Linked DNA regions of Cricetulus griseus: region 1 is linked to region 2. Evidence: chromatin contacts called from public Micro-C data. All regions are on one chromosome and are shown on one strand. The core of a region is the stretch at or near the end of the contact, and the rest is flanking DNA. Distances in the headings are between cores, read along the strand shown. Region 1 holds the start of Hat1 (histone acetyltransferase type B catalytic subunit). Region 2 holds the start of Dlx1 (homeobox protein DLX-1).

Region 1 (3,247 bases), core at 615-3,114, 140 kb after region 2:
GTATTGGTGTTACATTTGTACTCGGCCAATTTCTTCTCCACTGCACTCTTATATTCCACCAGAAATTTCTCCATTGCACCAAATCCTAGAAGAAGTTTTGAAAGGTTGGTTAGAAGTGATTTAAATACCTACAAGCAGGATTTTTATTTGAAGTAGGCTAAGGATAAGATGGAAAACATACATGCTACAACAGTACAGGTCTCTCTCCATGAACCCTTCAATAAATACACTGCATAAGTATGCCTCATAAGGGGGCTGGAGAGATGGCTCAGCGGTTAAGAGCACCGACTGCCCTTCCAGAGGTCCTGAGTTCAATTCCCAGCAACCACATGGTGGCTCACAACCATCCGTTATAAGATATGGTGCCCTCTTCTGGTGTGCAGATATACATGGAAGCAGAATGTTGTATACAAATAAATAAAATCTTTAAAAAAAAGAAAAGAAAGAGGAAAAAGAATGCCTCATAAAACAGAAGATAAAACCACTCTTGAGCCAGGCCTGTAATTCATGCAGGAGGCTATGACAGCACTGAGCTGGAGCCAGTGTACCCTGCATGATGGTAACAAAACTCATTTCAAGAAACCGGTTATAGAAATCACCTTTAAGTATGTACTGCTTCAGCCCTCATTCAATAACTCAGGCTAAGGAAGAGGGTTAATTGTAGGGCTCAAGTTCGAATTTTTGATGTAATTTTCATTATACAGTAACTCTTTTATGGTAACAGGGTAATCCAATATCCTACTAGACAACTTCGTTTCTTAAACACAAGCAAATTTCAAACTACACAGTTTGGTAATCCAGCCCACCTGTAAAAGTGGAGCGAGTTTAACCCGTAGTGATGGTGACTCAATGTGAAGGACTAGGGGATAATTACAAAAGAAAATACCCACCACTTCAAAAGAAAATACATCAAAACAGTTCAATAGCAATTTACTTTTGTTCGAGACAGGGTTGCACCGAGTAGCCCTGGCTGTTCTGGAAATCATTCTGTAGACCAGGCTGGCCTCAAACTCACAGAGTTCTTCCTGCCTCTGCCTCCTGAGTATTGGGATCAAAGGAGTGCACCACCAGGGCCCGGCAATTTAAACATTCTTAAACACCGAAGACTAGAAGACTCAAATGAAACCAGAATAAGAGAATACCAACTACTACATACAGTACACAAGTCCCACTCTAAAATAGAAGTTCGGCAGTGCAGAAACGTCTTTCTCAAAAGACATCTAAAAATTATCTCAATAATCCTGCAGGGTTAACAGACCCAGAGTGTGCCCGGGAACAGGTCAGCGCAGCACTGCGCTCGCACAGAAGCTGGCCGTGGGGAAGGTGGGCAGGGCCCTGGGAGCATCAGCTGGCGGGAAATGAACCCGATGACTACATTAGGGCAGCAGCGGGCAAAATGAAAGAGAAAAACAGGCCCCGATGCTGACCACGCTTCACCAGACGAAATCGCACGCTCTGCCCCGGGCGCGCCTACCCTCCTCGGCAGGGCCCGGTGGCCCACGGAAGGCGCGGAGCGCAAGCACTGGGGGCGGCGGCACCGAGCGCGGCCCACCGGGAGGCAGCCTCCGACGCTCGGTGCCTCGCGGCAGGGAGAGGCCTTCTGGAACTTCGGCTAGAGCTCGAAAGTTCCAGTCGGCCACTGTCACAGCCGCCTCGACGTTCTTCCCCAGAACCACCCGCCTCCTCCCCTTGCTAAACTTTTCCCGGGAACTTACCCGCCATTTCCGAGCTGTGAGGGCCCGCGGCTGAGGAAGGACAAATCAACCCGCGCGCTCCCGGACCGGAAATGAGCGCAATGATGACGCATTTCCCCCGCCCAACCTCGGGGAGGCACGAGCCAATGAGAGGAGGTAGTTCTGGGAGCGCGGGGACGGAAGTGCTCAGGAGGCGGGGCTAGTACCGTGAGAAGGCGCGAGCGGTTGCCTAGCCACCGCGAGGGCGTACATCCCTGCTGCTGGTCTTCCGCGCGCAGCCCCGCGCAGCTTGTTGGCTGCTAGAGATTTTCATGGGAATTAACGCTAACTCTCAGACAGCCTACGGCGGTTTTTCCCTCTCCCTCGCAGAGGCTGAAAATCCCTCCCTTTGACACGTTTCACTCCGAAGTTTTGGTTTGGTTTGGGTTTTTTGAGACAGGGTTTCTCTGTGGCTTTGGAGGCTGTCCTGGAACTCGCTCTGTAGACGAGGCTGGTCTCGAACTCACAGGAATCCGCCTGCCTCTGCCTCCCGAGTGCTGGGATTAAAGGCGTGCGCCACCACGGCCCGGCTCATTCGAAGTTTTAAATTTTTTACTTGTCTCTATTTTTGCCATAACCCATTTTAAATCGTTTTCTCTGTATTGTATTCGTATTTTGGAACTGGGTGTCCAGCCCAGAGTCATGCTTACGCTGGGCAAAACACTTTGCCACTGGTCCATAATAAACTTCATGATTTCAATATGATAAACAGTGTCATATTAAAGAACTCAGAGTGGGAGGTAGTGGCATACTCCTTTAAACCTAGCACTTGGGAGCCAGAGGCAGGCCTGTTTCTGTGAGTTCCAGGCGTGCCGGATCTACAAAGCAAGTTCCAGAACAGCCAGGGCTACACAAAGAAACCCTGTCTCAAAGAAACAAAACAACAACAAAAAGATTTATTATCTTGGCTTATATTGTACAATTGAAGAGGTTATATCACTGTAAAGGCCAGGAACCTGGTAGTTACCAGTCCACTGACCCAGGACCCTCAGCCTCTGGAGACCTGAGTATCTGGAGAATTGGGTTCTTCCAGAGACTGTAGACAACTGAAGAGGAACTTGGCAATTTCCTTTCCTGGGGCTGATTCTCTTTTTTTCCCTTTCTTCCTTGCCCACTCCCTTTCTTTTTTGGTTTTCACAGAAGGGAGGCCTCTCTTCCTGATCTGTCCTTAGGTTGTAAATCGTGACCCTCTCTCCTCTTAAGTTATGTGCTCCTTGTGTTAGTCAACTTTTCTAGAGGAATCGTACCAACAGAATTTATTTTTAAAAAATTATAAAAGAGGACTGTGCTGGGGAGATTTATGTCAACTTGACACAAGCTGAAGTTATCTGAAGAGTGTTTTGACATCAGACATGGAGATGCAGAGGTTGGGGTTTGCCCAGTTACTTCTCTGTCTTGCTTTGGTCCAGTATTTCCTCACTGTGCTCCCTTCCTGACCTTTTGGAATGGTCATATATATCCTTGCCATTATATGTTGGAAGTGAAAAATTTCTGCACCCCAATAGGCCTGTCCA
Region 2 (3,622 bases), core at 579-3,078:
CCTCGTGAGGAGGAAGTGGAGGGAGATTTAGGATTAGGCCCAGGATCCAAGTGATTAGCCACACACTTTAAAGGCAAAGGAGGATTAAATCCCCCTTCTATTGTTCCAGTTGTTCCGGCACGTGTGACCTCAGAATCTCCGAACAAAACGTGTGGAGAAATCCTTCCTGCTCCCGGATCAGAAGTCCAGGGACCGAAGAGCAGGCAGCCTGCAGGTCAGAGTAGAGTCCGAGCTAGGACAGACAGCATGTGGGAGGAAGGGGAGACACTGGAAGTCAGAGGTGGACACACACACACACACACACACACACACACACACACACACACACACACACGCACACACGCACACACGCACACACGCACACACGCACACACAGGCACAGTGACATCTCGAACCAGAGGCCCAGTGAACAAGAAATTCGAAGCCTAGGGCTCAAACCCAGCTCAGGAACCCTATTTGTCGGACAGGCAGAGGCCAGGTACCTGAGTCTGTGTGAGTCCCAAGGAGGCTGCGAGCTCCGCCCTCTCAGGGAGAGCTAGGTACTGAGTTTGTTGGAACCTCCGATTCAAAGCCTGCAACTGCAAACTGGAATAAATTGTCCTGGGTTTACGGATCTTTTTCCCTTTGCCATTAAAGCGCACTTCACCGCCTTCCACCACGGTGCTCTTCTCGGAGTCCGCCCCTGGAGGGACAACAGAAGCAAATACCCTTGTTAATTCTGGACTGCCTTTAATGCGGAGGGACGAGAGAGAGTGTCTATGGATGGGCTGGTAGAGGCAGGGTCCGGAAAAGAACGCTCAAGAAACCCTGAAAGACTGCAAAGGTTCCTCAAGGTCCGAGCGCAGATCCCTGTCTGCTGCAGACAGAATTGGGCCGATCCCAAGAGCGCAGCTATTGCCTTTGCAGGGAAAGTTTGCTATTTTTGCAGGCGGTAGTTGAGGTTTAATTACCCTTAATTGCATACATTGTTTATAGCGCTACGCAATAAATAATTACCGAGACTAATACGCGCACATGTGGGTTTCTGTTCTGCAGCAGGGCATTGTGTGCTCGACGCACCGAGCAGTCCGGAGGCCCAGCCAGTGCCAGGAGACGCGCTCGGATTTATCCTTTGCTGGACAGTTGTAAATTGAATTGACTTAATATTTTTTTTTTCTTTTCAGTGACAAGGATCTATAGATTGATATCCGAAACCTCTACTACTTCCGCGCCTTCCCCACCCCCACCCACCTCTCTCTACCCCACTCTTCTCTCTTGTCTTCTCTCGTTCCCCCTCCCCTTCTCCCCCTTTTTCCTACCCTTCTCTCCTTGTCCCTGGCAAGCGCACGTACCTGGGTCCTCCAGGCGGCTCTGGGCGAGGCTGGCACTGCCGGGGTAGGACTGCACGGAACTGATGTAGGGGCTGGACGCGTGGCTGCTGACCGAGTTGACGTAGGGGTAGCCCAGCGGTCGGGAGAAGGATGAGGCCGAACTGTAGGCACTGTCGGGCTGCGAATGGCCGGCCGAGTGTAAACAGTGCATGGAGTAGTGCCCGTGGGACATGGGAGAAGGAGACATTTGCTGGTTGGGCGGCCCAAACTCCATAAACACCGCCTTGCCCGACACGGGGCTGTTGAGACTTTCTGGCATGGTGGTCATGGTCATCTCTTCTCGCGGGGTCTGGGTGTGGGTCTTTCTCTCCTCTGCTTCCCTTTTGGGGGTCTCTATGTTTCTCAGGACAGGAAGGAACCCAATTTAAGCGGAACAGGGGTTTTCACTTTCCATTCATAAGAAAATGGAGTTTGTCTCTTTGAAAAGTCTAAGCATGATGCTGCCGAGCTCCCCAAACTCGGTTCAAAGCTTTGACTCAGCCAAGGTCATAAATATTCATGAGCTGGTGGAGCTGATTGGTCGGCTCTCTTGCATAATCACCGGGGATTGGTCCGAGAAGCTCCGGCTTGGCTGGACTAGAGCGGGCGACGCGGCCCGGCCTGGGGAGAGTCGGGTCCACACGTCCCGGCCCGGGCTCCTCTGCAACAGAGCGCGCGGAGCGTGAAGCACAATGGGCTGCGGCGTCCATCCGCGCTGGGACTTTGGAGGCCCGCGACTCCAGCCTCCCGCCTCCCTCGCGCGCTTCCCGCCCCAGAAACCAACCAGCGGCTCCCTGCCGTTGCCCTCCCCCTTGCTGTCCCCACCCTTCGCCCGCCCCCAACTCCTGGGACCCCGGACCACTTCTCGCGGTCACCCAGTCCGGTGCAGAGAGCCGCTCCAGTCTGGCCGCGGTCTCTCTGGATCGCGGGGTCGCGCATTGGGAGACAACCCAGGTAGCCAGCAGCCAGCGGTTCTCCCGAGCATCCTATGCCTAGCTCAGCGCGCTCCAGGCCGTACCTCCCAGGCCCGGGTCCTCTCAGCCACATCCCGGGGATCGGGGTTTGGGAACCCTCCGGCCCAACTCACTCACTCGGCCGCCGCGCCGCCGCTGCCACCGCTCCCAGGGGCTTGCTCGCATCTCTCCAGGCCCAGCTGGCCACTCCAGCTAGAGGCTGCACGGGTCTGATCAAAGCAGTGCACTTGGAAAGCCAGGAACCCGCGCTTCTCCTCCCAGGAAAGGCGGCTGCACCGCCTCCCCCCTTTTCCCTCCCAACCTTCCTGCCTCCCCCTCCCCTCCCCACTCCCCCTGAGCCATGCGCCCGGGGCTCACTGGCCCCGCGGGCGCGGCGCAGCGTGGAGTCCTGGGACCTGCGGGCGCCAGGCGGCTGGAGCTTCGAACACTCTCCAGGTGGTCATTTTCCAACCTCCTGGGGTCTGACCAGACTACTTGGGGTTTGGGAGCCCTGCGGGGAGGGGGGTCGGGACGGAGAGAGAAACCCTCAGCAAATCCAAATCTGTGGTAGGCTCCAATATTTGGGTACAGACATGCCCCTCTTTGTCGCCAAGTCTCTTCCTCACCTCCAGTGGCCAAAGCTGGCGCCTCCAGGCCGGGGCTGCGTCGAGGGGCGCTGGTGGCAGCAAAAGCTGCCAAGGCGCGGTCTACCTCGGTATTGAAAAGTATACAAAAGGCCCTCTCGCCCCCACCCACCACTACTACACACAGCCACCCCACAAGCCGCGGTGCTGCGTGGCGCAAACTACGCTGGTTGCTAGGTACTGTTGGTTCCCAATCCCTCCAGCCCCAGATGAATCCCAAATTACTTTGTTAGGTAATTAGAAAGTGTTGATAATTATTTCTTTCATAATTTAGCGGTGTGACGGGGGACGGGGAAATGATCTTGTGAAAGTTCACACGTGCACACGTATTAGTTACTGATTCATTTGATTAAATGGTAGTCTCAAGTGCTCAGATCCGCAGCTGAAGGCACCCCATTAGCATAACACTGATGTTTAATTTTCATACGCATAATTAGCCATATATTTAACACTAATAGCAACATGCAGCCTTTCAGCGTTAAACAGCCCGGGATTTGATCTGGCCTGAGCTGAACCTTCGCCGAGGCACCTTCCCCTATCTGGAGTGTGCAATGATCACAGGACAGACCTCTGTAATCAAGCACATTTTGGCAGAGGGAACACCAATAAAAATGAACATTCAAAACAAATTACATCGGTGATGTCGTTACAAATATGAGTACAGGGAATTCTCTCT

Evidence for each region. Hi-C and Micro-C count contacts between places; a contact is called where the count stands out from the background.
Region 1: a Micro-C map of the CHO-K1 cell line shows a contact between it and region 2, with 2.0 times the contacts expected there. The contact joins the promoter of Hat1 here to the promoter of Dlx1 in region 2.

The regions. Positions count from the first base shown.
Region 1 is chr6:103,799,396-103,802,642 of CriGri-PICRH-1.0, forward strand. It overlaps Hat1 (histone acetyltransferase type B catalytic subunit), which reads right to left and starts at 1,865. Exons shown (of 11, transcript XM_027420199.2): 1 at 1,716-1,865; 2 at 1-85. The coding sequence starts at 1,722.
Region 2 is chr6:103,661,476-103,665,097 of CriGri-PICRH-1.0, forward strand. Dlx1 (homeobox protein DLX-1) reads right to left here and starts at 1,829. Exons shown (of 3, transcript XM_027420197.2): 1 at 1,332-1,829; 2 at 483-682. The coding sequence starts at 1,644.